Regions from separate parts of the Sus scrofa genome. Here regions 2, 3 and 4 are each linked to region 1. A link is a contact called in public HiChIP or PLAC-seq data. All regions are on one chromosome and are shown on one strand. Each heading gives the region's core, a stretch centred on a gene start, on an enhancer-like site or on the middle of the called end of the contact. The rest is flanking DNA. Distances are from core to core; before and after follow the strand shown. Region 1 has its middle 320 kb from the start of DIRAS2. Region 2 has its middle 76 kb from the start of GADD45G. Region 3 overlaps LOC110256773 (a long non-coding RNA gene). Region 4 overlaps LOC110256747 (a long non-coding RNA gene).

Region 1 (7,167 bases), core at 2,325-4,824:
TCCTTCCTTTCTCTGTAGGACCTGCACTTCCTGGGGTCTGGTAGGAGGAGTGGGCTCTGGCCGCTGGCACTGAATTTTGCTCCTGGGGGGAGTGTGTAAAATAAACCCCCACACAGGTGCTCTTTTTCTAGGATTTCAATCGGCAACCAAGTTTAACTATTAAAAAATAATAATGATAATAAATCGAAAAAAAAAGAGGGAAGCTGAAACAGTCTCAGAGTCCCATCTTTTCTTTTCATCTTTCCCTCTGAAAATATCTCTTCAGATCCCATTTTGCATCCAATCATGTGTGGGGCCTGAGAAAGAAGGATGCAAAGGAGGAAAGGAGGTTATGTTTTCATCCCTTAGTTGAGGACGAGCTAGTCCAGTGATTCCCACACTTTAGTTTGTCTAGGAATCTGTTGGGATGCTTGTTGCAACACAGACTGTGGGCCCCACACCAGGGTTTCAGACCCAGCAGGTGGGGGGAGGGTCCAGATTCTCATTTCTAACAAGTTTCCAGGTGCAGCCTCTGCTGCTGCTGCTGCTGGTCAGGAACCCCGCTTTGAGAACCCCAGATGGGGCTAGTGTGCCCTGCATGAAGCATCTCCAGACAGATGTGAAGTCTAGCTAGAGCAATCTGGGCTCTAGGGCAAGGGGGGTCGGGTAGAAAAATCACTGTGGACAAGGTCAGCCTGCACTGAAATGTGTTTAAAGCGGCTATCTAAAACCTCTTTCCTTTTCCAAAGGCTGGTTCCCTCTCAGAAGGTGGTCACTGGTGACTGGCATGTCCCCGGAGCGTACCCCCAAACTCGCTGCTGTACATCCCATCTGTCAGAGCATATGCTCTGAACTGCACAGGCCTCCCACCAGGAGCTCATTATTTACAAATCACTAAGCCAGCAGCAGCCGCGCAGGTCTCCTGTTGGCCGCCGCTCTGTCTCTGCGGCCAGCGCAAGGCTGACAGGTGCAAGCGGCACCCCTCCGAGGTCCTTCTCCTCCACCTCTGCCCTAGGACCTGTGGATGCAGCCAGGGACTTCTGTGCAGAAAGGCTCTGCTGGTCTTAACTGGCTCCTGGGAAATGTTGCTCTTATACTTGTTTTTGGTGGTAATTGTAGTTACAGTGAGGACTACATCTCGTGCAAAGTCAGTGTTTAAACACTGACTATTAAACTATTAAACACTGAAACGAAATGCCTGCACATTAAGCCAGACCTGCAGGTGCTTTCTGAGTACATTTAGCTGCATGCAGCTGCCCCCCCACCCCCCGGGGGGAGGAGGTCCATGACACAAGAAGCCTGGGGCTTCATGCTCATCCAGATCCAGAGGCTATTCCAGGGCATCCATGGAGAAAGCCAGTGTGCGCCCAGAGGCGGTGTTTGAGGCACAGCTTGATCATCTTTTCTCACCTTTGTTTGATTCGTTTGCTGGCATTAGGTCACTTGAATGTTATTATAATATACACTATTGTGTTGTTAACATTATTATTTGAATAGGCAGGGAAGAAAATTAAACAAGAGGAAAGGACACCAGTTCTTTTTCTGTTTAATAGTCTGACAAGATTGTCCTGATCTGTCTGAGAGAGAGCACAGACCCTTTATACGCTGGCCTGTATGCCTTTGGGCCCATGTGCACATGCACACACATGTGCACACACACACACGGATATGCTATTGAAAACCCTCATATCTCACTTTACACCAACCATCACTTGGAAATCTTGCAGGCTCAGTGCAAGGTGATTGCTTTCCTGGTAATTACTTTCCTCTGAAGGAGCAGTGCAGATCAAATGGGCTGGACTCAATAGTTTTACACTTGAAGGAGATGTAGATTCCTGCAGCCACAAACAAACAAGCAAAAAACCCTGCTGGCTTTTCAGGAAGTCTCAATCTGGTGCTGTCACCAAGCTTGGCATTCCATAGAATGTCTTAAGAATCCTTCAGTGTACATAAATGTTGGAGGATCTCACCTGCAGCCTGAGCCTTGGGAAAAGGAAACTGGATACCTAGAGACTGAAGGTGACTCAAATAATTAAGGACCAAGGTCATGTTCCCTGGGAGCAGAATGGGGTGTCTCAGAGCCCCTCTTTCCCGCCCTGGCTCTGGGTCAGGCTGGGGAGTGAAGAAAGCTGCATCCCCAGGGCTGAGAAGTTGGCATCTTTCACAATGGAAGGAACACTGGCACCAGAAGGCCTGTTCCGAGGTAAAAGGGCAGCATGTGGGTACAGTGGCCCTGGCCCAGAATGTGGGTGAGCGAGCCCAGGACCCGTCTCCTGGGCTCCCAAATAAACAAAGGCAGCAGGACGGATGTGGAGGCCACCCCGGGGCAAATTTCTCCGTGTTCCCATCAGAACACGGTCCGGGGCTGACACCCAGTTCTGCCAGAGTCGCCTTCTGTGTGGTTCACCTACAGCAACCCCAGGGACCCAGCAGCCAGGAGCATGAAGGACAGCCAGTGGTGGAGCCAGGGGTTTTCACCTGTCCACTGCGTTTCACTCGTTTCTTTCTTTTTTTTTTTTTTTTTTTTTTTTTTGGTCTTTTTAGGGCCACACCCACAGCGTATGGAGGTTCCCAGACTAGGGATCCAATCAGAGCTGTAGCTGCCGGCCTACGCCACAGCCATAGCAACACAGGATCCGAGCCACATCTGCCACCTACACCACAGCTCACAGCAGTTCTTAACCCACTGATCGAAGCCTGGGATGGAACCTGCGACTTCATAGATACTCGTCAAGTTCATTACCACTGAGCCACAACAGGAAATCTCATTCACTTTTTGATGGTGCCACGGGCAGAAAGACCCAGGGCTTCTAGAAAGCGGGCCGAGCTCCTAGGGCTAATGGAGGTGAGGATGAGCAGAGCCAGTTCTCAGTCAGGACCTGGGGCTGCAGCTCAGAGATGGTGGGCACCATCCGTATGGAAACTCATTGTCAGCGTGCCCAGGAACGGCATTTGTGGCTTTAGTTTACCAAGCCTTCCTTCCTCACTTAATCTCCTAATAGCCGGGGAAACAACGTGGCCCCATTTTGCAGATGAGAAAAGCGGGGCTCAGAGAGGCTAGTTAGTAAGTAAGTAAAGCCTACTGGGGTGCCAGGCCTTCTCGCTTGGGACCTGTGTACCATCCAAGCTTTTGTTTGTGTGCAAACCCAGCGGTATTTTAATCTGGGAGAATTTAATCATTGTTAATTTAATTCATTTAATTATTCCTTTTCCCATAACATTCTTATCACAGGTCCCAGTAAAAAGGCGGGGCCAGAGTTTTCCATTGTCGCTTCAGAAGAAGATCAGCAAAGCAATGGATGATTATTACAACCAGAGGGGGTCAAGGCTGAGGGCAGGTGAATAAAGGAACTGGAAAGAATGGGGCGCACACCCGAGGTAGGGGGAGGGGCTGCTGCATGTGTGCGGTCACCCCCCTCTCCCAGTCAGCGGGAATCCACAAAGACAGATTTAAAAGGCAGGACATACAGCCCCCTTGGCCAGTGTGGATGAGAGAAGGCAAAGGACCCAGTGGGGAAAAGCAGCAAAAGAGGAAAGTTTCCACGGAAAGAAGGTGCGTTCTAGGAAGCGCCTGCCCCCTAGCGGTGACCTGAGTAGCAGCACTTGAGCCCTAGGCTGGAGCCGGCTGGCAGGCGCTGCTGGGGACTCCTGGTGCACAGTGGTCCCCACGTTCCTGGCCCTGGTCAGCAGGGGGACACAAGGTCTGGGTGATTATCTCTTCCTCCAGGTGAGCAGCGCAGAACGGGGGTCTTCTTCCCCAAACAGGTCTGCCTTGAAAAGAAAGCCTTGAAGAGGCACTTCTGGGGCAGCTGGTCATCTAAAGTAGTTGTGCCTCACGCACAGATACACACACACACACACACACACACACACACACACACACACACTCTATAAGAAGACTCTCAACCATGAGTTTCTGCTGCCACCCAGAGGTTCAGCTGTAGAAAAAGCAGATCCAAGAAAAAACCACGTTGAGATCTGAAAAGCTGATATCTGCATCCAAGAGGAGCTGCTGATTTTTTTTTAAAACGAGGGCCAGATAGGTTCCATTTAGGGAAAAGATACATGTGTTATTTGGATAAGGACTCTTGAATTAATAGAATCTACTTCCCACTCTTTTGAGCTCTGAAAATCATCTCTATGGGTGTGTGTATGTGTATGTGCATACATATGCGTGTGAGAGAGAACTGTGCATTGTGTGTATATATGTGTGTATACACATGTGTGTGAGTGTGTGTGTGTGTGTGGTTTCTAAGACATTCTTGTAGTAAGAATCCAAGCCAGAGGAAATATCTGAAAGTCACAGGGAGAAGGTTGGACCACTTGACATTATAAATTCACAAGGAAGTAAAGCCCTCTGAGAGCTCCTGAAACCACCTGGCTCAGGCTTCCAGATCAATCAGTTTGGTAACCCTTACCAAGACATGGAAATAAAGCTCAGTCTGGAAGTCCTGAGATTTTAAATACTCTCAAAGTTGTCCTATTGTCCAGTCAAGATTGAGGAGTGGTCTGCATCAGAGGGCAGCAAATTTCATTCTGGAAGGGGCCAGATAGTACCTTCAGCTTGGTGAGCCATACCTTCTCTGTTGCAATGATTCAGCTTCACCTGTGTAGCCTGGCGGCAGCCACAAATAATCCATAATGAGTGGCCATTTCCAGATTCCCACAAAATTTTACTTAAGGACACTGATATTTGACTTGCATGCCCTTTTTTAATTTGTCATGAAATTGTTTTTCTTTTTTCATTCAATTAAATATTTTTTAAAAGTATTTTTATTATTTAAAATATTTAAAATTTTATTATAAGAAATAATATTTAAAATAAATCAATAAAATTAAAATAGATTAAAATAATAAAATAATATTAAAATAAAATAATATTTAAAATATTATTGCATATTTTTTCATTCATTTAAAAATCCAAAAGTCATTCTTAGCTCACAAGCCATGTTCAAACAGGCAGCAGCAGATTTGGCCCCGGGGCTGCAATCTGCCAGCCTCCGGTTCCTGTCACTGACTCTGGCATAAAGCTCTACATCTGCAAATTTACATCGGATTTTTTTTTTTCAAATTTACACTGGATTTTTAACTACCACAGGATAACTGTGCCTTGTAATATTATCAACAAGGCTATTGGTATTTTATTATTGATATTTTTATATGTACACAGGATCCATTTTTGTTCTCGATGGCGTATTGAATGGGCAACTCTGTCCTTTTCCACCGAGGGGAATAGTAAAGCTAAGTTCCAATTTAAGCTTCTTGATGACCTCATCCATAATGAGAAGCCCCAGACCGTCCAGACAGAAGCATCCTTTAATCTAAGGCTCAGAGAAGGGATTAGGGTGACAGTTTGGAGATGGGTTACTTGTGATCTTTTCTTTTCTAGTCAAAGACTGTTGCTTTGAAGACTTACAGATCAAGAATGTTGTAGAGACATATTTGTACTGCTCTAAGTGAAGTTTGCAAGTAATGTGAGCATAATGTTTAGAAGTATTTACACATAGTTAACATGGAAATGCTGCCTGTGGTGGGGGTGTGAAGGCTTGCTTAGGTCTCGAGTTTGAGAACCACATTCTTTGAAGTTTCTCTGACTTTTCTGTTTTGGGAATTTCAGTCAATTTTTAGCAGTGATAGGTAATTGTACCTTTCATTTAACCAACTCAAAATTGTGGAAATAAACTGAGAGGTTTTAAAATATAATTTTCTTCATGAAGCTCTGGTCTTGATAAAAAAAAAAATCTACTTTTTTTTTTTTTAAAGCGGAGGTACTTTTTTTTCTCTTTTTCTTTTTTTACTTTATTTTATTTTTTTCTTTTTAGGGTCTTACCCGAGGCACATGGAAGTTCCCAGGATAGGGTTCGAATCAGAGCTGCAGCTGCCAGCCTACAGCCACTGCGACACCAGATTCAAGCCACATCTGTGCTCTATACTGCAGCTCACAGCAATGCCAGATCCTTAACCCACTGAGCAAGGCCAGAGATCCAACCCATGGTGTCCTCAGGGGTACTAGTTGGGTTCTTAACCCCCTGAGCCACAAGGGGAACACCTGGAAGCATATATATAGTTTTTTAAATTTTGGCTTATAATACTTTTCTTGGCCAATTTGAAGGTACTCATTAATTTTCACTACACTTTGCTATGAATAGATGGGACAAGGGATAATCATTCCATTTTCAGAGGGAATAAGAGAAGGCTACTCAAATAGCCTTATGAGTCTGATTGCCTTTTTTTTTTTCCTTTTAAATCAGATGACCTTCCATCCCTAATATTTTAAAATTTCACAGTTTTCTGAATGTAATATTAAATTCTTCCAGAAAGAAGATGAGAGAGTCCCCGATGGCTCAGTGGGTTGAGGATCCAACCTTGTCACTGTGGTTCTGGTTACTGCTGTGGCACGTGTTCGAAGCCTGGCCCAGGAACTTCGGTGTGCTGCAGGAGTGGCTGGAAAAAAAAAAGATAGACAAATGATGGATTGAAACTTTGCCTCTTTAATGTACATCATTGCAATTATGTCATTCCCTTTCCATAACTTTTTCTTTAAGAGTACAAATTTCAGCAAGACACATTGATATTTCAAACTGGACTAGAGAGGATGTTAGCGAGGCGACCACAGCCCAGTCCTGGAGGCATCTTCGTCTTTGAAGATGCCGTGTCTTTTCCCAAGAGTTTCCCAAGAGTCACATCTTTGCTCCCCTCCAGTTATAGACTGAAATGTGCCCCTCACCCCCACCCAGGTCACCCACCGAAACCCTAATCCCCAACGTGATTATTTTCGGAGCCCTTAAGGAGGTGTAAACGAGGTTGTGAGAGTGGGATTCTATCTGAGAGGACTGATCTCCTTGTAAGAAGAGACACCAGATCTCTCTCTCTCTCTTCCTGTCTCTCTCCCTCTCTTTCTCTCTCTACATGCAGACAAAAGACCAAGTGAGGCCACAGTGAGAAGTTAGCTGTCTGCAAGCCAAGGGGAGCGACTTCACCAGAAACCAACCATGCCCTCACCTTGATCTTGGACTCTCCAGTCTGCCCAACTTGGAGAAAATGAATTTCCTTTGTTTAAGCCCCCTCACCCTACCCCCAGTCTGTGGTATTGAGTTATGGCAGTCCTGGTATATCTCTGAACAGTTCTCTGCCAGGTGAGTTTGACTCTGAAAAAAACCCGCTTTCTTCAAAAGCGCACTCCCAAGC
Region 2 (7,167 bases), core at 2,322-4,821, 400 kb before region 1:
TAGATTGACTTTTAACTCTTTCCGTGTTGAAGGCCGGTTCTTGCAGGAAGAGGAGCCATCAGAATTGGCCTTTTCCACTTTTCCACTTGGCCTTCTTGAGACCCGCTGGTGCAGTTGAGGGCACTAAAAGTGCAAGAAGCGCAACAAAGACTCTCACATGGCAGCAAGAGGACTCCCTTCTTCTGGGGGGAGGGGGATGGGCATTGAACTTCACAGTGGGGTGTAATTACCACCCTTAGGAACAAGCGTCAGATAATGTTACCTGTACCTGGCTATTGCTTAGCTGTGCAGATGGATCCAAAATACAGGAGTTTCTTATCTGCAAAGGAAATGTCAAAGAACAAAAACTGCTGGGACCCCGTCTAAGTTAGGAAAACATTTGCTGTGCCCAGCTTTCCCAGGGGAGAAGCAGCTGCCCCTGTAGGGGCTGTGGGACAAAGGTCAGGGGAGCTGACTCGCAGCCACTACCCTCTCAATGGCCAAGTTCTGACCTCCTCTGATTCCTAATCCACGACGTACAGTTTGCAGGCAGCGGTTCTCACTGTGAAGTGTGGGCACACGTGTGTGCTTGCCCCAGGAAGGCGCCAGCACGCATCCCAGACGGCTGCCGGCTTTGTGGTTTGAGTGCACAGCTTTTTCCAGCCGTAAAAGCAGTGACAGGCCTTGTCAGAGCCGCCTGGCCTCCAGGCACGTGGCCGCATCAAGTATGCAAATGAGTCGGATGCTTGCCCTGTGGCCTGGGGCGTCTGAGCCTGCCGCCTCCCAGCCCCGGGAGGCCCGGCAGGTGCCATGCCAGGCAGGTGTGGCGCTCACCATATGTTCTGGCCAGGGTCGGGTTTCTGCTGGCGTCTTTCAGTTCCCCACCAGGTGAGATCCAGAGGGTGGAAGGGGCCCACACCAGCCTGCGACAGCACTGTCACCTCTGGGTACTTGTTTGCTTTGCTCTGACAGGTTTGTCTATAACTTTGGAGCCGGGACAGTGCTGAAACCTCGGCCAATGGCAGGTAGAACAGAGACAAAGGTCGATGGTCAGGGAAATGGGGAGCCAGAGCCAACTGTCAGAAGCCTACAAACTGGGTAATTCCTTTTTTTTTTTTTTTTTTTTTTCGTCTTTTGTCTTTATAGGACTGCATCCATGGCATATGGAGGTTCCCAGGCTAGGGGTCTAATTGGAGCTATAGCTGCCGGCCTACGCCAGAGCCACAACAACGCCAGATCCGAGCCGTGTCTGCAACCTACACTACGGCTCACGGCAACGCCGGATCCTTAACCCACTGAGCGAGACCAGGGATCGAACCCAAAACCTCATGGTTCCAAGTTGGATTCGTTTCCACTGCACCACGATGGGAACTCCTCTTTTTTTTTTTTTTTTTTTTTTAATTATTTCCCTGAATGTTTCATCAAGTCAACAAGCTACAAATTTCTTTCTTTCTTTCTTTTTTTGTCTTTTGTCTTTTTAGGACCACACCCAAGGCATATGGAGGTTCCCAGGCTAAGGGTCAAATTGGAGCTGAGCTGAGCTGCCCGTCTGCACCACAGCCACAGCAACTCAGGATCTGAGCTGCTTTTGTGACCTACCCCACAGCTCAGGGCAATGCTGGATCCTTAGCCTACTGAGCAAGGCCAGGGATCAAACTTGCGTCCTCATGGATGCTAGTCAGATTTGTTTCCACTGAGCCACGATTGGAACTCCTGGGTAATTCTTTAAAAAATCCTCTGCATTTGAGAGAGCTCTGTTTATGGCTAAATGAGGTAGGCACTCTCCAGTTGCATGGCCCGTCTCTGCCAAGCCCAGACTCAGGCTGCAAGACAGTGTAAGGAAGAGCTGTCCTACTCCGTTCCTCCTCTGGTCCCTCCTGGGGAGATTTGAAGATTCCAGTACTCAGGCTGCCCTGGAGAATGAAATTGGGCCCTCAGGAAATAGGACCAGGCATCTGTATGTTCTGTCACTCAGTGATGCTGTATTTGAGAAGCCATAGCTCTGAGCTCTGCAGCCCCACATGGTAGCCACCGACCACATGTGGCCACTTACCCTCAAGTTATTTGAAATAAAATTTTAAAAGTAGGCGTCCTCTGGTGGCACAGCAGGTTAAGGATCTGGCTTTGTCACTGCGGTGATTCAGGTCGCTGCTGGAGTGTGGGTTCGATCCCTGGCTGGGGAACTTCCATATACTGCAGACATGGCCAAAGAATTAAAAAATTTAAAAAATTAGCTTTTCAGTGCTGTGGAAAGTCCCTCCGATGCCCGCCTTTACAAGCGGGGCACCAGGGAGGTGACAGGGCTCAGGGCAGTGGTCCGTCTTTCCAACCCTCATTCTTCAGTGCTCAGGCTGCTGGGGTACAAGTGTGTCTAGAGAAACGCATGCACAAAATCAAGTGTGCAGAGATGAGGTACCCCAGAAATGCCTTCATGGGGCCCACCTTCAGAGCACTGGCCTAGCTTTGCTTGGCCTCGGTGGTGTATATTTCCAGGTGACCATCTTGTCTTCTGATCACACAGGCATGGGGGGACCCTGGCCCCACATGAGACTTATTGCCATGACTCCTGAAAAGCACTGACGCAATTGAAGGCCCTCTCCCTGCCCTCCACTTGATGCCCGTGTGGAGCATGGGCTGTGAGCCTGCAGCCACTGTCTCCCCATCTGGGGTCTGCCCTGTAATTTATCAGATGATCATTTTTGCCACAAAGGGATAAGGACACACGCCAGGGATCTCAGTAGGCTTGGTGTTCCAAAGAGCCCAAGTGTAAACCAGAGGGGCAGCAAACAGGCTTAGGCAAAACAAAAAAAACCCCAACAACAACAACAACAACAAAAAAACGGTGCTGGGGGGGGAACTTTCCAAGCACGTGCATTTCACAGCACGTGCTGCCAACTGTTGCGAAAAGAAAAAAGCACCACCCCTAAGAAGCAAGCAAGGAGAGATGTACATATTACTTCAGGCTGCGCCTTCCCTCCTCCTTTGTCATTGTTCCCAGGGCCTGCGGCAGGCCCCGCGACAGCTGGGTATCACTAACAGCTGCCTTTTCCTGGGGTGAAATTAAAAGATTAGGGGATATGGGCACGTGCTGGCCTCAGGAGCCCAAACAATGCTTGATTTAGGGTGAAACTTGTCTGGGGATGCTGACAAAGGAGGAGGCTCCGAGTTGGCCAGGGGTCAGAGGGAGGCTGGTTCTGCCCGAGACAAAAGGGCTGGGGGTGGGGGTGGGGGTGGGGGGGGCAGAGGGCCGGGGGGGGCGCCTGGCTGAGTGAAAAGAGGCCTCGGCGCAGCTGCTCCTGCTCCAGAAATTTGAGATGGGTCTTTTCACAAACACAAATGTGGGAGAAGAATAGGGGCCACGCTTAGCTGAAATGACTCGTTTGCAAATGAAAGGGAGATTGAGAGCCCTGACATTGTCCAAGTTTTTTTCACCTAAGAGGATGGAAAATGATTAGTACACGCGGCAGCGCCGTGGAGTGTGCCTTGGAGCAGATGGGCCAGCCACCCCGCGCCACGGCTCTGTGTTTACATAACAATCGTGGGCCCTGCCCGGCGGGTGCAGAAGCCCTGGCCCCTTAAAGGTCCAGCAGGGCACCCGGCCGCCCCCCCCCCCCACCACCTTGAACCAATGCAGTTCCAGGAGGCTTTGGCTGCAGGCAGTGTGGATGTTAATTTATGTGCCAGGCTAAATTAAATACGCTTTGTAGCCAAGAAGCCACAGATGACTGCTGGAGAGGCGGCCGGCGGCGGCCGGTGGGCACTGCGGCTGTCACCCCAGGTGGGATGTCCCACTTCCCGCTGGCTGTTTCCTCTGGGTGACTAGTGATGGGTGGAGGAAACAGCTCCTTGAAGGGGCGCCTGGTCCTCCCTGCAAGCTGAGAAGGGTTTCAGCATGACGGTGCCCTCACCTTATCCCTAAAGCCTTGGGAAAGGACCAGGCCCCGGTGCTGAGGAAAGAAAAGATGCGGCAGGAATGATCACGTGCCTCGAAGCCTCGGGGGTCCAAGGCTGGGGTCCTGGGGCTTGCACCCCAGCCTCACTCTGGAATATTCTGGCCCAGAAGGCATGACATAGTCTAGCTAACTGTGAGGAAGCATCAGACAAACCACACTGAGGGCCATTTCCAGAAAGCTGTGTCATGGCGTGTGCACGTGGGTCGGAAAGCAGAATTTTCCAGCATAGTGAGGTGAAAAGAAAGAGTTTATTGAGCTATGCGATGGACGCTGCTAGAGCAGTGGGATGGCTTCCTGATAATCAGTGAGAGCCTGACCCCAGGTCTCACGTAGCGGGGTGGGCGTGAGGGGCGGGGGTCCATGTCCGCTTTTATAGCCCAAGGAGAGGGCGCGGGCTCAGGATACACCTGCTGACCTGCTGATTGGTTGGGGAGAGAGGGGTGTTCCGATACACTTGCTGGTTGGTTGGGGGCTTATAAGGCCCCCATAGGGGCGGGGTCAGGAGTGGGCTACACACCTTTCCTAGTAGGGGCAGGAAGGAGTAGGCTAGGTTGCTCAAAAGAGGGAGGGAGGTTGCATTATAATGAGGCTGGTGGGGCGAGGATAAGGGTCTGGTAATTCTTTTCTTGGCCAGAGGCTTTGAGTTCAATCTCCTTGAAGGGGACTTGAAGTTCCTCAAACCTTACTCCTTGAGTCATCCCAAGACAGAGAAGCTCTGAGGACCTACTGAGAGGCAGCCGAAAAACTAAGTTCCACCCACGCACTGCCCTGTTCTTTAAACGGCATTGTTGAAACAACTGGCAAAATCTGAAGTCTGCGGATTAGGTATGAACACGGTATCCGGTTCATTTCAAGATTTTGAGATTGTACTGTGGTTGCATAAGAGAGTGCCCCTGACCTTTAAGGAAATGTACAGTATATGGGGCAAAGGGCATCATCATCTCTGCAACCGATTCACATGCTACTCAGAAAAAAAACTGTATGCATTTGTATACAGAGGGAGAGAGAGAAACAAAGACAGAGAGAGAGGGAGACAGAGATGGAGAGACAGGGAGAGGAGGAGAGAGGATGAAGAGGAAGCCAGGAGGAGGGAGGGGAGGATAAAGTGACAGCACTCACCTCTGGGAAATCTGGTGAAGAGGCCACGGGCACCTGTTGTACTAGGGTCACTTTCCTCCAAGTCCTCAAAGCTATGAAGACCGAAAGAGGGGCAATAGAGGCTCAGAGATTGTGGGATCTCTCTTGCACCCTCCTAGGTGCTCCTGAAGTCCACAATCTGGGGCCCTTCAGCAAGGGTGGCTGTGGCCATGGGAGGCTGGCAGGTCCCTGAGGGTGGGTGTGGCAGGGGGAGGGTCCCAGGGGGCCAAGGACAGATACCTACAGCTGTTGCCTAAGGTAGAGGTGGGAGGTGGGGCTCAGCAGGGAACCAGAGGAAGGAAATGAGTCCACAGGAGATGTCCCCTGTCCCCATTCACCCTGGGTGGCCTCTACCTCTGAGGTGCTGTTTCTGATGATGCATTTTTCTCTCCATTCTCATTCTCACATTATCAAATTCAATGAACTGCCCCTCCTACTTAGCTTAAGCAAAGTTTAACTCCTTTTGCTGTTTTAGTTCTCACTTCCACCTCTGCATTTATCCCATCCCTAGGCGAGGTTATTAAGAAAAGCCCAGAACACCTGCATCAGAATCCTTGTGGGCAGGTGAGGGGGAAGTTGACAGTCTTGTGTTCTAAAAAGTTATTTTAGGGGTCTTGAATGTGCACTCTGGGCTGCAAAGGGCTCTTGGAAAATTGCCCTCAGCAACCTGGCTCTGTCCTTCAAATGAGCAGGGACGGAACACCTGCACACACTGTGCCCAGAGTGGTCCTGAGGGCAGGGTCAGGTGTGAGGCCACCCTGGCCTGAGCCTTCAGCACCCAAAGGCAGATACTGAGAGCCCGGTATCCTTTAAACCTCCATCCCAGTGCTTGCTCAGGGCCAAGGCACTTGTGGCAGCAATGAAGTTTGCACTCAAGGGGCACAGTATGAAAGCACCTGCTCTCAGTCACCACTGGTAGGAAGACTGAGCATCTTTGTGGAGCCTGGTTCTTGGCCATGCAGAACCCAGAGACCTTCCCATAAACCTCACACAATAGGGCTCCGGGTTGGCGCTGGTGCAGAGCATGAGCACTGCAAGAAGTCTTTTCAGAGCCCTTCGTCCTCAGGTGAAAGGTGCTACTAAATTGATTTCAGCAGTTGAATTTTAATCAGTACTTCCTTGCCGGATTTCTGGGGCATCCACGTGTTATTTTTGCTTTCTGTTCAGGATATGCAGAGTGGTATGAAAACTGTTACTTTCTGTATATGATTTTACATACCCTCAGATGCAGCAGGATGATTTCCATAACGCAGAAGAGAACCCAAGTGAATCTAACCAGCTGGCCAGTTACTCTGCCTGAGTTAGTGGCCATGGGGCTGTGTACCTGCCTAGCTCCTTGGGGGGTTGCTGGGGTTGGGGGGAGCAGGGACATCCAGGAGTGCCATAAGGGCACTGCCTTGCAGGGAACTCTTTTGACGTGAATGCCGCCGAAGGCCTCTGCTCAGCCTCTCCCTTGGCTCTGGGAACCACAGCCTGGCTGTGAAACTCATGGAAGTATGTTCTGTCCACACAGGAAGGCAACAGAGGCATTGGCTTAGGGAAGCACGATGAATGGTAGAATGAGGTCCCTTGATGGGGCCGCACGTCCTGTCTTAGTCTCACCTGTAGATCAGGTGGCTTAAACTACAAACATCCATTTCTCACAGTTCTGGAGGCTGGGCAGCCAAGATGAGGGTGCCAGCCTGGTTGGATTCTGGACAGAGTCCTCTTCCTGGCTTGCAAACCAGACAGCTGGCTTCTCACCATGTCCTCACATGGCAGAAAGAGCAACCTAGGGTCTCTTTCTCTTCCTATAAGGACACTAATCCCATCATGGGGCCCCACCCTCATGACCTCATCTAATCCTAATTACTTCCCAAAGGCCCCACTTCCAAATACCATTCCACTGGCCACTGGGGTTTTAATATGTGGACTGGGGGATGGGGGCACAAACATTCAGGCCACATCAGCCCAGATGATGAAAGGGAGCTTGCTGGGTGTGTGCCCAACTACGTCTCATGCAAAACTCAGTCTCACATGTATATGAAATGTATTGGTTTTGTTTTTGTTTTTTAGGACCACACCCACAGCATATGGAGGTTCCCAGGCTAGGGGTCAA
Region 3 (7,167 bases), core at 1,480-3,979, 360 kb before region 1:
TGCATTGTGTGTGTGTGGTATGTTGTGTGGTACGTGGTGTATGTGTTATGGTGTGTATTCGTGTGCGTGTGTGTATGTTGTGTAGTCTGTGTGTGTGTGGTGTGTATATGTGTTGTATGCATGTGTGGTGTATGTGCACTGTGTGTGTGTGGTATGTTGTGTGGTGTGTATGTGGGGGGTGTATGTGTAGTCTGTGTGTGTGGTGCGTGTGTGTGTGTGTGTGGTGTGTGTATATGCATTGTGCATGTGTGGTGTATGTGTAGTGTGTGTGTGTAGTATGGTGTTTGTGGTGTGTATGTGTATGGTGTGTGTGGGTGTGGGTGGTGTATGTGTAGTGTGTGTGGTTTATACGTGTGTTGTGTGTAAGTGTGCCTACGTATGGTGGGAGGCGACAGGGAGCTTCATTTGTTACCAGTGCTCCCAGTACAGAGGTTCTGGAAATCATATTGCTTCAAAAGCCTGGGTCAGGCCTGACAAGTGGGGAGGACAAAAGCAGTCTGGACAGTCAGTTAAAGAACCAGATCCCACGCTCAGTGGGGTGTTGGATTGCAGTAAACCCGGGCGCTCCTCTTCCTGCATCTCGTGAGAAGATCAGGGCGGCGCGGTCCCCAGCGCCCGTCTGTTTGTCCAGGGAGCAGTTTGTCAGGCAGCGGGAGTCAGTGGTCACACCCGCCCTCTGTGGTTGGGGGCCCAGTGAGTGTCAGCAGGCAGGACACTGTTTAGACAGAAAGGACTTGCCTTTCTGTCAACACTGGAGCATTTGTCTCCTGCGGGCTCCGTGGGAGCTGTTTACAGGAAGCCTCTGGAGCCCCTGGTGCAGCGACGGTTCTCAGGGCTGGTGCGGGGGCAGCATCCAGGCACCTGGTGTGGTTCTGCTCTCTGGCTTTGCCAATAACTCCAAGTCGAGTTTGGTTTAAAGGATATTTCTAGTTATCTACCGAACAACAAATTGATAGCTGCTTTCTTTTACCTAAGAAAGTTCCCATGTTGGTACTTTATTTTTTAAATTTGATTTAACTTTTTATTTTTTTAAATTAAAGTATGGTTGATTTACAACGTGGTGCCAGCTCTTGCTGTACCGCCGAGTGGGGAGTTTGGGGTTAGTAGATGAAACTATTACATTTAGAAAAGCAATGAGCTCCTAACGAACATCTAGTCTCCTGGGTATGATGGAAAAAGAATGTGCCTGTATGTATGACTGGTTCACTTTGCTGTGTGGTACTGGTACTTTAGATACTTTGGTCTTTCAAAATTAATTTTTATTGTGCAATATTTGAGTTTGTGGCATCTGGGTCCGAGTTTAAGTCTTTTCTATGAGATAGTCTCTTTTCTTATGATATATGGTATGATACATATGTCTATCTATATCTAAACTATCTAGCAGTGCACCATATATACCATGTAGCCTAACTGGATAAAAGTGCAATAACCTACTTTCTCTCCCCACCAGCTCTCCCAGTGCCTTCATTTCAGATGGGAAGGGCTTCTCAATTGTCCCCAACCTAGTGATTCAGGCTCCCAGCTCCCATTTCATCAGTGTGTGGTTGTCTCGCCGACATGGCTCTTGCTGTTGGGTGCCCCCTGTGCCTTGTTCCCTGTGCACATCCAGTCCACCGCGGTCCACGAGAGAGGCGTCCTGCCTGGCCCTGACCTCTGCAGGTCTGCTCCTTGTCCTCCTTGGCCACCTTCAACGTGGGGACTTTGCCCGCTGCCCAGCACTGTTACAGCTCTCTTCCCTGCAGCCTCCCTCTGGGTTGTCTCTATTTCTCTCCAATGAGATTGTTCCTCTTTAAGGCTGACTGGAGTTCTTCCTTGCCTCCTTCCACCTCTAGGTCTCACCTAGACACTGATGCTTCTGGTGGGCAGGCCCGGCTGAAGGCTGCTCACTGCCTTGGGGTTTGCTGTTGCTGCCACCATGCAGGATGAGGGGAGAGAGGTGTGTGTTCTGAGAGCCCCAAGGGCCCCCTTGACTCTATAGTCTTGGGCTTTCAAACTCCTGTGTATCAGCAGAAACATCTCTTTAAATGTCCAATATGCACAACAGATGGGACAGAGCCTGCCCAGCTGTGGTGGTGGGCCCCGTTTACTTCTCACACCCCACATAGCACCCCAGGGAGGCTTGAGAAACCCAAAGCCTTAGGGACCACAGGGCGTGCTATTTGAGCACTTTACCCCTAATAATTACACAAAAGGGCTCCAGGATTTTTTTTTTTTTTTTTAAAGGGCTGCACCTGCTGCATATGGAAGTTTCCAGGCTAGGGGTGGAATTAGAGTTGTAGCTGTCAGCCTATGCCATAGCCACAGCCAGAGAGCCACAGCAACATGGGATCTGAGTTATGTGTGCGACCTACACCACAGCTCATGGCAATGCCAGATCCTTAACCCACTGAGCGAGGTCAGGGATTGATCTCTTGTCATTATGGATATTAGTCGGGTATGTAACCCGGTAAGCCACAATGGGAACTCCCCAGAATTTTTCTTTTTTTCCTTTTGGGGCTGAAGAAAACAACATTTGAATGGGTTTTTAGTTGGAGAGGAAAGACTCCTTTCGTTAAAACGCCTTTTGTGTTTGCCCTTTCCTCTTCTTTGTGTTTTCAGGGAAAGTTGGAAAGGAAGAATTGATTCTGCTGTTTGGATGAGCCACTTTCCCCGTGCAGGTGGAGGAAGGCCTCGGCCCAGGAAACAGGAGAGTGTACAAACAAAGCATCTATTCTATAAATAGTCCTCCCTAGGCATGACTCAGGGGGCCTGGACCAGCCACTCCAGCCACGCAGGCTGACGAATCCTGTGTTACGGAAACGTTGCAAAAGCAGCTTGTAATTTGTTGTTCTTCATTCCTATGTTGCTTTGAGAGAGCGAGAGAGAGAGAGGGGCTGACTTTCCTTCCTTGGCGGATCATAACCCACATCACTGCTGATTTGAAAAAATCATTGTGTCCTGGACAATCACAGTGTCCGTCGTTCTTGGAAGACAGATGTGGAGGCCACCGTGCTCTGTGTCGTGCAGCTCCGAGGTCGAGTAAAAGAGCAGGATCCCGGCCTGCAAGGTCAAGGAAATAACACACAGCTGCTCTGTACAGCTCTTCTTGCTGGTTGGCAGATGTGCACGCAGCAACAGGGAAAACCATCTTCTCTTTTGAAAACAGTGGTGATTTACAGAGAAAGTGTATTACGTGGCTGGTACATACCTGTCTAGAAAGCTTAGGTTGAAGGCAGCATCATAAGAAAATCAACCCCCACTCCCCCCCGCCCCACCCTGGCAGCCTGAATCCTTTTGTGGGAAATTGTTTTCCAGATAATTCTGCTGTCCTTGGGGCTTTTGGAACAAGGAGAGTGATTTAGTATCTTCCAGAGACTTCTGTAATTCCCGGGCTCTGGGCCACGCTCTGTCCGTGTTTTCTTCCTCTGGTTCCGTGCAAAGAGGATGGGGTGCTGGGAGGTACGTTCGCAGAAGGACCCGGGATTTTAATCGTCAAGAGCTGGCAACCCTGTCAGAGACTTGGGACAGGATATCAGTCTTTGTTTTACGGCCTAAGTTGAGGCAGGAGTTTTGTGAATTTTCTCTCTGACGCTGCCGTCACAAAGACTTATCGGTGGCCTGGCAGTTGAAAAGGTCACATTGGGATTTCTTAATCCTGGGTCCACAGACCTTTAGGCAGCCACTGGAATGTTTCGGGGGGCGGGGTGGGGATTGCGAATGTGGATGAGGATGCACTGTGGCTTCCGTTTCACTAGCCTCTCGCTTCCACATTGCTGTCTGCCCTGTTGACGGGACCTTGGACCACCCATCGGCAGGATCACAGCTCACCTCCTTTTGGGACAATTGTTGCAGACACCTTAACATTCCCCCTTATGCTTATCAACGCCTCAATGTGGTAGTTCATAGAGCAACTCCTGATTCGTGATTTAGTATCTTTGTGAAGAACCTTTCAAATTATAACAATTATTTTTTATAGCTCGAGTTCACTCTGATTGGTTTCCTTCGTAATTCTGCACATTTTATGAATTTAATTAATTAATTAATTTTTTGTCTTTTGAGGGCCTCACTGGCACATGGAGGTTCCCAGGCTAGGGGTCTAATTGGACCTGCAGCTGCCGGCCTATACCACAGCGATAACAATGCAGGATCCCAGCCACGTGCATCTGCAACTTACACCTCAGCTCACGGTAATGCCAGATCCTCAACCCACTGAGCAAGGCCAGCAATCAAACCCGCAACTTCATGGTTCCTAGTCAGATTCGTTTCTGCTGTGCCATTAAGGGAACTCCCTCATTTTATTAATTTAAAAACACTATTCCATGAAGGGGTCTATAGGTCTTGTCAGCCTGCCTTAGAAATCCATGCACAGACATTGTTCAAAACCCCGTGGGAGGAGTTCCCTTCATGGCTGAGCGGTTAACGTTCCCGACTAGGATCCATGAGGATGTGGGCTCCGTCCCTGGCCTCCCTCAGTGTGTGGGGATCCTGCGTTGCTGTGAGATATGGTGTGGGTTGCAGACATAGCTCGGATCCCGCACTGCTGTGGCTCTGGTGTAGGCCGGCAGCTGCAGCTCCCACTCGAACACTAGCCTGGGAACTTCCCTATGCCACAGGTATGGCCATTAAAAAAAAATTATAGTAGTAAGAAAAAAAAGATAATGTCAATGGACAGAAAGACAAACTCTGGTCCAAAATGCGCTTTAAGAGTTCTTCTGGGGAGCTTGGATTTTTGTGGTGGTGAAGCATGTAGTAATTCCTGATGTGGTCACTTTCGGGACGGTCATCAATATTCAATTGATAATCTTTTTTTGCTTTTTTTTTAGGCAAATGAGCATACTTAGCTTTCATAATCAGAATGCAAAGTAGCAAAACACCAGAAACTTTCATGGAATCAGCAAGAGCAGAGGTAGTTCTACCTACTAGTTAATTTCATTGAGGGAAGCAAAGTCCTTTGGAAAAGAAATTGACAATGATTTCACTTTTTGTTAGTTTCCTATTTTCTGTTTAGTCCGGGTTTTTTTTTTTTTTTTTTTTTTTTTTTTTGTGATCTTCTGAGCCAGATACTTTTTTAAGAGGCATACCAAGCAGGTAAGGATTCCACAGAGTACGTATTCTGGATGGGCAGCCTTGCTGCCAGCAAGTGTGGGGACCACTGTGTTTCACCCACTCCATCTGTGCTGGGGAGACAGGCACACAGGCTCAGAGTTGCCTGTCTTTTCTTTGCCACTGGAGATGCTACTGCCATGCGTGATCTTCGCAGGCAACTCAGAACAACAATCAAGCCCAGATTCCATGTGTGAGCCCAGCATTCAGCACTGTTGATTCTTGCTGGGTGAGAAATGGGAAGTGCCAACATCTTTTGCTTGTGCTCAGAAACGAAACAAAACAAACCAACTCATGTGGCTTAGCAAACATTCTGCATTACTTTGTGTAAGTGAGACATTTAGAATTCGGATGAAGGGGATGCGAAGATCCCATGGGACCAGGCATTTCCTTACTCACCCAAAGTGAGTAGGAGGTCCGCTCCCAGCACCCTGGCCTCCCTCTCAGATGCGGTGGTAACATGCAGATAGGCCTGGGGGGTGCAGGGCTGGCAGTGCTGCTACTCCATTTCCTAGGGCATGGTGGGCACGGGAACCACTGGGAAAGCCAGGATTCAACATGCGCCATCTCCCACGTGACTGCAAAAGAGTCAAATTTCAAGGGCTGGACAAGCATGGAACCTTCCAGTCCATGAGCATGATGCTTTGCTAAATAGCCTAAGGACACTTCCCTCTGCAAAGCTTTCTGTCTCCCACCCACTGATCTTCCCACAGAACACGTGTCCTCTCTTCCCTTTGACCCTTGAGTCTTTGCATAGATCTTGCACAAAATTCTCTTATGCCTCCTACATGCTTTATTGTAATTGCTGGCTTGTGTGCCAGTCACCTGGATAAGCAGTGAGCTTTTGGAGGTAGGCAGGCACACCTTTTCATCTGTGCAACCTCAGTACCTAGTTCGTGACCTACATCGCAGGCACTTGGTGCTTGTTGAATGACTGAATGAAGACAAAGACACAGGGCTGAGAGTGACAGAGAATAACACTTGGGTCTCACCATTCCCCAGCCAAGTAAAAACTTTGGCATCATTGACTCTTGGTCACCTGTAAAAGAAGACAGAGATTTCATCCACACCAGATAACTGCTTCCCAAGGCTCCTTTTGGACCTTATAGTTCTTTTTGAAATTCATTTTCGGTTTTGGTCAAAAGTACCAGAGATTGTTTGACCCAAAGGCATGGACTGTGGATTTAGCAGACCTGGCTAAATCCTGTCTTTGTCACTCATTAACCAGATGTCGTGTCCTGGCAAAGAGCCCTGAGCTCCCTGGGCCACAGCTTACTCCTCTGTAAACGTGGAAACGATCATAGGAGCCGAATTCAGGGGGGCTGTAAGTTTTACCTCCCTGCAGACTCACTGACGCGGCCCTATCATTTTTTTTCACTCGCTCACCAAACCTCCTTTGAGCCCTTATGTGCACCTTGTTCAGGGCCTCGGAGTCTGAGGATGGAGATCGGATGAAAGCTCAGTTGTGTGGGGGAAGCCGGACATCACCCCGGTAGACTGGGATCCAGGTGATAACACTGTCGGCCAAGGTCCTGGGCCCAGGGCCCATGTTGCCTGCAGTGGGAGGAGAGAAAAATCAAAGAAGCCTCAAGTAAGAAAACAACAACCAAGGACTCTAGGTGGGCCTTTAGGGGGGGGTTAGGGGTGGGTGTTCAATATACACTAGGCTTTCTCTGCTCACGGACATTAATTTATTTATAAGTAAGTACAGCTAATCCCCCACTTATGCAACTGTTCCATTCCAAAGATCTTTCTCAACCTGAACTTTGCCTGAGAAGAAAAAGAAACAAACGGCTGCTTTCTTTCTTTTTTTTTGAGGATGGCTTTGGAGTCAAAGATATAGACCCCTTTTGACATGCACACAACTTCCTATCTGTTACTTATTCCAAAATACTTTGATGTAGAGTCAGCTACCTTGCATGCCGGGGGGAGAATGCAGTGGCCATGTTCCTACTTCAATCTGCTCATTTTTCCTCTTGTCTGTGAGCAAGTCCTGCCCTTCCCAGCTTGGTCCCTCTAGGCATGGCCAGCATGCAGCCTGGTGTTTGCAGGGGTTGGCACTGGGGATGCAGGAGTGGGCCAGCT
Region 4 (7,167 bases), core at 1,858-4,357, 260 kb before region 1:
ACCGGATCTTTAACCCACTGAGCAAGGCCAGGGATTGGACCTGCATCCTCATGGATCCTGGTCGGGTTAGTTAACCACTGAGCCACGATGGGAACTCCACTTACATACTATTATGCATCAACTATATCTCAATAATAAATAAAAAACAAAGGATGGAGGGTTTTAGCCTCATCTTCGACTCCTGCGTCCCTGTCCTCTTTATTTCTGCTCCTGGTCTGCAGCCTCTGAAGCTGACAATTCAGGAGAAGAGATGATTAGAGAGAAGTGTTTTTTTTGCTACTGCCTTCTGGGTGGCGTGCATGAATAGTTTCAGCCAGATGACCTCCCTTCTTTGGCTGTTGATAGTTTCCTGCTATCAGATGTTCCCCCAGCTGTGGCAGCTGGAGTTCAAAGCTGTCCCCCTGCAACACAGTGTGTCCTTGGGTTTCCTGTGGAGCCGATGAAGGCCTGGCAGCACGTGGTCCCTCCAGACAGCAGTCCTGTGTTGGCTTCATCAAGGCAAATTTGCATCTGCCAGAAAGAGTGATAAATCCTCTCTGGCCACTGGCCCCTTAGCTCTGAGTCTTGCAGCTCTGCTTCTGTAGGATGGGGAGTCACAATTTGAGTGCTTATACACCCGGAGCCATGCCTCTGGGATAGATGGACTGAACGCCAAGTTCACTCTGCACTGTGAAAGATCCAGGCCTCCAACCTTGGTGGCTTTCATGAAGACTGTACTTGGGTGTGACCTGTCTGCCTGTGTCCCTGATCCTGAAAACTGACAAGCAGCACAGAATGACTCCTGTGTTGGAGCTGGGGGACACGGGATAGCTGTCTGAGTGGAATTGTGGCCAGAAACAGCTAAGTCTCATCCCCTGAGCCTGGGCTTTTCCAGATCAGCTGGGGGTGGCCTGCATGCATGGAACATTACAGGAGGTGGGTGGGGGCCTTGGCTCAGGCAAGCCCACCCTCCTGATCCATGTCCTGCAAGGATGGTTGCAACAATCTTTGCCTCCTGGGTGGGTGGCCGACAAAACAGCTCAGCCCAGTGACAGCTCCTGCTCTGCTTCAGAGGTGGCTCCCTGGGTGGGTCAACACTGGCCTCTCTCAGTGGGTGACAAGCCCTGGATGAGCCATCTCCTCTGAACCGACCTTGAGCTTGGTAAAGCAATCGGCCAGTTGTCACTCCTCATAGCTCCTGCTGCAGGCTCGCAGGAATCCCGATGTACCAGCTGCTCTCATCAGCCAGGAGTCTGGTCAGGAAGGAGTCATGGGACCACCTTGAAGGCCTGGTCGTTGCTCCTTTCTAAAACTTCTAGATAAGAATCCTGGAGAAAGCACACAAGCAATTCTAAGAGAGCGCTCAGGTGAAACCCTCTCAACTGGGTAAAACCATAGGAAGAATTGTTTTCTCGAATCAGAGCTGGGTTTCCTAACCAGACAAGGAAGGAAACGAAGGCAGGCTTGGTGGGCTGATGGGCTTCGGGGCTGCGTAGTGCCGACTGCACAGGATGGACTCCCCCGTAGCACCTGCTTTCTCATCACTGTGGTAGATGGGATTTTCTAGAGACATTCACACCTTTCTATATCCCGTCATTCATGCCCTGCTTACCATGGACCCGGGTCTCTTCCACTGAAGAAGACCCTCTGTGCTCCCTGTCTCTAGACCCAGCAGGCCTTGGCAAATGTTTCCACCAAGAGAACATGGTGGAGATGGTGATAGGAGTCGCTTCTGTCCTGATCTCCTCTTGGTTGTCTTGCTCCTGCGACCCTTGCTCTTGAAGCCCCACCACCATGTTGGAAGCAAGCTGGGGGTACCTGCAGAGGTTGGGAGTTCCTGCTGGAAGCCCTGCTGGACCACCAGACATAGGAAGGACTGGTCCTCAGGGGGTCCCTCCCAGACGTTGAGTCCCCAGCAGAGGTCCCAGACACCACTGGGCAGAGACAAGCCACCTGCTGCTTCCTGTTCGAATCCCTGACTCATAGGAACCCAGAGAGGTAATAAAGAATTACTGTTGTTCTGCATCACTACGTGACTCATTCAACCATCTTATCTAAAGGAGCGAGGGCTGACTGGCCACAGATCCTAGCATGACCCCTTCTTGACGTCTGCCTTTAAAGGAGGATGTGTGAGAGCCAGGCGTGTGGCGGGGACTCAGGGAACAGGAGGAGCGTGATTGTCACCAAGGGCCGGAGGGTTCCTCTTCCACCTACTTCTTTTAGCTCCATCGTGATTTGTCAAAACTATTGACAGCAGCAATCGGGCCTGCCTCTAGAAATAGCAAAGAAAAAGCCAGAGGCAGGAAAGCTTTGGGAGAAACCTAGATACCTGAGTTCCATGGGAATTCAAAGAAATAGCGGGATCCTTAAGAACCCTCATCTTTCAAGTGACTTCTCTAGGCACCAAGTATTTTTTAGCTCATTATGTCCATCATATTTCCACCCCCACCCCCACTGCCCCCAGGGTAAAGATGGACAATGCTTCATCTTTCCGAGGTCAGGGGTGGTGGAGGAGTGGGGGAAGGGGTGGTGGGGGGTGGCGTGGCTGTGTCCTCTGAGTAGCACGTGATGTCAGCACGCCAGGGGGTTCTTTGGAGTGTGTCCTGGAAATGTGAGAAAGCATGCAAGGCATCTGACACCCTGTTACCTAGAATCGAATGTTTTCATGACATTTTGCCCAGCTGTACCTTTATATAGTTGGAGGGCGCAGAGATTATGCAGGTTCAAAGCGATTAAGCTTTCTTCCCCACCCAGCTGCTGGGGAATGATGCCTGGCATATGGACGATGGATAGGGTTACTCACTCCAAAGTGTGCTGGGAAACCTGTCTTTATGTTAGTTTAGTTTTGTTTAACAAGTAGCCCAGATCATCCGTGGCCATGCACTGGGACAGGAGGCCGCTGTCTGGAAGCCAAATCCCACGTGTAGGAGAGTAAGTCTGCCTGAACAGCCACATTTAGTATCTCCGGTCAGGTGGGGGGTTCTCTGCCATCGACCCCCCCAGAATTGTGTACACTTGTCTGAATCCCCACAGGGGCCCTGTGGCTTTGCGGGGGAGTCACGGACTGGCCTGAACTAAGGTGGGAGCCATCCTGTGCTCCCCACCTGCCGGTTCCGAGCTCGAGGCTGCCTCCCTTGGGCTCTGAGTCTCTTCTTCTGGGGTTGCTGGGGGGAGGCTGGAACTCAAATGCACTTTCCAGCTGGAAGGACTGCCATTTGAAAAATCCCAGGCAGCTCCTGAATTCCAGGGAGGGGCCTGGGATTTGCACTGGGAGGGGCCTCCTCTCCCAGGGCTGCCGGGCTAAATTGAGAGGGCAGCTTATAGGCCTGGCCTCTAGGAGAGAGGGTGCTATGGGGACACCGCCTTGCTCTGGGAAGGCAGCCAGGAGCTGGGCAGGGGCTGGCCCCAGAGGGACTTGCAGCTTGGCTGGGGTGTGGATGCTGGAAGAACACACACGGGGAAAGCCAGTTCCAGACCTGGAGGAGTGACAGCTGGGGAAAGCAGGTCTTGCCTCCGAGGGCAGCCACAGGCGGCCACCACAGAGGTCGAGTGGCCCTCTCCCCAGGGTCATTGGCTGCAGGGAGCACACAAGTCCTGGTGGCTGGAGAGAAGGCTCCACAGTGCCCATTTCAGAGCAGGAGCAAGGCTGGCCCCAGGGGACAGCCAGGGATCCCAAGATGTGGCCCCAGGGTGGCCTTTGTTCTCCAGCAGTTCTGCCACTGTGGCTTGGGGGGAACCCAATAGTGCGTGCGCGTGCACGCACACGTGCATGCGCGCGCGCGCGTGTGTGTGTGTGTGTGTGTGTGTGTGTGTTGGGGGAAGAGATGAAATAGGGGAGGGGGATATGGGGTAGAGGAGATGGGGGAGGTGGGGGAGGGGAAGGGGACGAGGGAAGTGGGTGCAAAGGGGAGTCAGAGGAGGTGATAGGGTTGATGGGGCAGGAGAAGATGGGGTGGGGGAAGCAGGAGGGGTGGGGAAAGTAGATGGAGTTTGGGGAGGTAGATGGGGAGGGGGAGGTAGAATGGGGGAGGGGGAAATGGGGTGCAGGAGGTGGGGAAGGTGGATGGGGTGAGGTGGGGGCATTTCTAGTCCCAGGCAAGACAGCCCTGCCAGGGACAGGCTCAACAATCTCCATTTCCTCTCCTCCTTGATGTTCTGTGACTTAAACACCACCTGTGAAACAGATGCAAACCTCTTGGGACTGCACAGAGGGAAACTAGGTTTTGTTTTTTGTTTTTTGTTTTTTTTTGTCTTTTTTCACTGCATAAGGAAGTTTCCAGGCTAGGGTTTGAATCGGAGCTGTAGCTGCCAGCCTATACCACAGCCACAGCAACGTGGGATCCCAGCCGCATCTGCAACCTACACCACAGCTCATGGCAACGCCGGGTCCTTAACCCACTGAGCGAGGCCAGCAATCAAACTTGCATCCTTACGGATATTAGTCAGGTTCATTCCCACTGAGCCATGATGCTAACTCCTGGAAAGCGGATTTCACATACACCGATGGCTGAGGCAGGGGTGAGGTGGTGGCCCCTGAGATGGAGGCTCAGGGTTAGGGACCTTTCTTTCCAGAAAGCCCGCCTGCCCTGGCTGATGTGCCCCTGTTGTGCCCAGACTCAGCGGGTCTTGGGCATGCGCTCTGTGGGCTGCCCTGATGCGCAGGGGTCTGGCCCAGGAGGCCAGTGGTGCTCTTCAGGGCACAAGGGCTGCAGGTGGTCGTGGCCCAGCTTTAAAGGTGCTGCTCTGACCTCATGCCCTGCTGGAGGACAGGCCTCCGTGCTTCTCTACACAAACGGGGTGGGAAGGTCCTTTCCCTTGCTATAGGAAGCAGCTTGGCCTCTGGAAGGGGAGCGAGCCCTTTGTGTCTTTCTCAACTTCATCCCCATCTGGGATGAACCTTCCTGGGTTTGGGGAAGCCATGCTGCTTCTTAGATTACGAATGTCCGCTTTGCAGGGTAAATTTCACTCCTTAGCCCTCAAAGAAGTTTGGGGCATTGCCATCCTCATCTATCCAGACAAAATGCGGGGCCCCAAGAACTCTGGGCTAGGAGAGGCCTGGGAGGAAGTGCTGGGGCCTGAAAAGCGCTGACTGCTGTAAGGAGGTGAGCACGTTCATGCAGAGTGATGGAGAATGTCCCCAAGCCCAGTTCTGGCCCTTGGTGTTTCCAGGGCAACAGAGGCGGGGCACAGAGGAGCACAGAGTGTGGTCAGGGTCTGACGGAGCTGAGTTCTGGCCTCTGAGCTGGGCTGAGCCCCTGGGACCCAGTGCTGACGTGGGCTGCGGTCACTTCAGGTGGAAGCACTGCTCAGAGCAGCACCTGGTAACGCAAGTGCACCTGGCCCGTCTCCAGTGAGCGGATTGGGAAATCTGTGTAAACGTAGCTGGGCCTGGGCCAAGCGGCCCCAGCTCCGAGGACACTATCTGCGCCCTGTGCTCTTGGCCTTCCGCTCCCTTACCAGAATCTGCAGCACCATGTGCTTCTGCTGCCCTCAGAGGTCCAGCAGCCCACATAGCTCCCTGTATCTGGGAGCCTCTTGTGATCTCTCATATATAGTTAATTTTATGTATTAATTTAACCGAGCCTGTGGATGCCCAGACACTTGGTCAAACAAGACTCTGGGTGTATCTGGGAGGATTTCTTTTTTTTTTTTTTTGTCTTTTTGCCTTTTTCTAGGGCTGCTCCCACGCCACATGGAGGTTCCCAGGCTAGGGGTCCACAGCAACGCTGGATCCTTAACCCACTGAGCAAGGCCAGGGATGGAACCTGAAACCTCATGGTTCCTCGTCTGATTTGTTAACCACTGTGCCAGATGGGAACTCCCTGGGAGGATATTTTTGGATAAGATTAGCATTTGAATCTGTAGACTGAATAAAGTAGATTACCCTCCCTAGTATGGGTGGGCCTCATCCAATCAGTTGAGGGCCTAAACAGTACCAAAAGGTAAAGATAAAACTTCTTTGGCTTGATTACTGGGCTGGGATATCAGGCTCCTTTTTTTCTTTTTTTTTGCCTTAGGACTCAGACTGAAATATTGACTTCTTTCCTTTTCTTTTTAGGGCTGCACTCGTGGTATATGGAGGTTCCCAGGCTTGGGGGAGAATTGGAGCTACAGCTCTCGGCCTACCACCACAGCACAGCCATAGCAATGCGGGATCTGAGCTGCATCTGCAACTTATACCACAGCTCGTGGCATGCTGGATCCTTAACCCACTGAGTGAGGCCAGGGATGGAACCCACATCCTCACAGATACCAGTCAGATTCATTTCCTCTACACCACGATGGGAACGCCGACATTGGCTTTTCTTGGGTTTCGAGCCTGTCAGCCTTCAGACTGGAACTTCCACCATCACTATTCCTGGGGTTCAGACCAGATCTATGGCATCAGCTTTTCTGGTCACCAACTGGCTGTCTGATGCTCTTGGGTCTTGTTAGCCTCCACAATCACATGAGCCAATCCCTTATAACCAAACCCTCTCTGTCTGTGTGTATCCACATCCTATTAGTTCTGTTTCTCTGAAGATCCCTGGATAACATACTCCATAATCTCCTTCACTGAGATTCAAGGCCCTCACGCCTGCTCCCTGCCTGGACTTGGGACAAAGATGCAAATCTACCCCTGATGCTTTAGTATTAGGCTGGGACTGCAGACAAGCCTGGTCATCCCATAACAAGGCACCAGCTTTATGTGGGGTGGCAAGAACAGTACTTAGAAATCACTCCTGCATGTCTAAGGGTTTACAGAGCATTTTCAGTCGTAGCAAAGGAACTTGCATTAATTGATGACACCTAAGATTTATTCGGATTTCTTGGGAGACCCTGAAGTCTGCTAGTGTAGTAGAGGAGTTTAGGTGTATTTTGGGTGGATAATTAAGGCTCCTTTTTCTTCTACATAATTGGCATCTCAGATGGTATTAGCCCATTATGTCCTGGGTGTGGGAGAGGAGAAAAGGAAGAGAAAGATCGAGGTGGACAAAAATGTTTATTCAAAGAGGTGCTAATGCAGCATATGATTTAAGATCTGTATAAATTTGAAGGAAACAATTTTTTTTTTCTTTTTTGCTGCATCCATGACATATGCAACTTCCCAGGCCGGGGACTGATTTTGAGCTGAGTGACCTCTGCTAGAGCTGCAGCAATGCCTGTTCTTTAACCCACTGCACTGGGCCGTGGATTGAACCAGCAATG

The links. HiChIP or PLAC-seq counts read pairs in DNA pulled down with a chosen protein or histone mark.
Region 2: an H3K27ac HiChIP or PLAC-seq map of skeletal muscle shows a contact between it and region 1, with 6 times the contacts expected there. The contact joins two enhancer-like sites. A contact is called at or near these places in 1 of 47 Hi-C or Micro-C datasets (embryonic fibroblasts) and 1 of 2 datasets of contacts at active chromatin or transcription factors (skeletal muscle).
Region 3: a contact with region 1 is called in an H3K27ac HiChIP or PLAC-seq map of skeletal muscle, with 9 times the contacts expected there. The contact joins two enhancer-like sites. A contact is called at or near these places in 1 of 5 promoter capture datasets (liver), 5 of 47 Hi-C or Micro-C datasets (fetal skeletal muscle, liver, skeletal muscle and 1 more) and 1 of 2 datasets of contacts at active chromatin or transcription factors (skeletal muscle).
Region 4: a contact with region 1 is called in an H3K27ac HiChIP or PLAC-seq map of skeletal muscle, with 9 times the contacts expected there. The contact joins two enhancer-like sites. A contact is called at or near these places in 1 of 5 promoter capture datasets (liver), 9 of 47 Hi-C or Micro-C datasets (embryonic fibroblasts, fetal heart ventricle, fetal liver and 3 more) and 1 of 2 datasets of contacts at active chromatin or transcription factors (skeletal muscle).

What each region holds. Positions count from the first base shown.
Region 1 is chr14:1,642,322-1,649,488 of Sscrofa11.1, forward strand. No RefSeq gene overlaps it. Among named protein-coding and RNA genes, the nearest start is that of DIRAS2, 320 kb to the right of the region's middle. Within about 2 kb of position 3,575, at least 10 of the 83 cell types and tissues checked have an H3K27ac peak or open chromatin away from gene starts, as enhancers often do. A contact at or near this core is called in fetal liver, skeletal muscle and subcutaneous adipose tissue, where this site is marked.
Region 2 is chr14:1,238,405-1,245,571 of Sscrofa11.1, forward strand. No RefSeq gene overlaps it. Among named protein-coding and RNA genes, the nearest start is that of GADD45G, 76 kb to the left of the region's middle. Within about 2 kb of position 3,572, at least 8 of the 83 cell types and tissues checked have an H3K27ac peak or open chromatin away from gene starts, as enhancers often do. A contact at or near this core is called in skeletal muscle, where this site is marked.
Region 3 is chr14:1,288,157-1,295,323 of Sscrofa11.1, forward strand. LOC110256773 (a long non-coding RNA gene) reads right to left here. Exons shown (of 3, transcript XR_002338728.1): 2 at 6,997-7,167; 3 at 6,529-6,636. Among named protein-coding and RNA genes, the nearest start is that of GADD45G, 130 kb to the left of the region's middle. Within about 2 kb of position 2,730, at least 23 of the 83 cell types and tissues checked have an H3K27ac peak or open chromatin away from gene starts, as enhancers often do. A contact at or near this core is called in skeletal muscle and subcutaneous adipose tissue, where this site is marked.
Region 4 is chr14:1,377,999-1,385,165 of Sscrofa11.1, forward strand. It overlaps LOC110256747 (a long non-coding RNA gene), which reads left to right. Exons shown (of 2, transcript XR_002338666.1): 2 at 1,646-2,004. Among named protein-coding and RNA genes, the nearest start is that of GADD45G, 220 kb to the left of the region's middle. Within about 2 kb of position 3,108, at least 26 of the 83 cell types and tissues checked have an H3K27ac peak or open chromatin away from gene starts, as enhancers often do. A contact at or near this core is called in fetal liver and skeletal muscle, where this site is marked.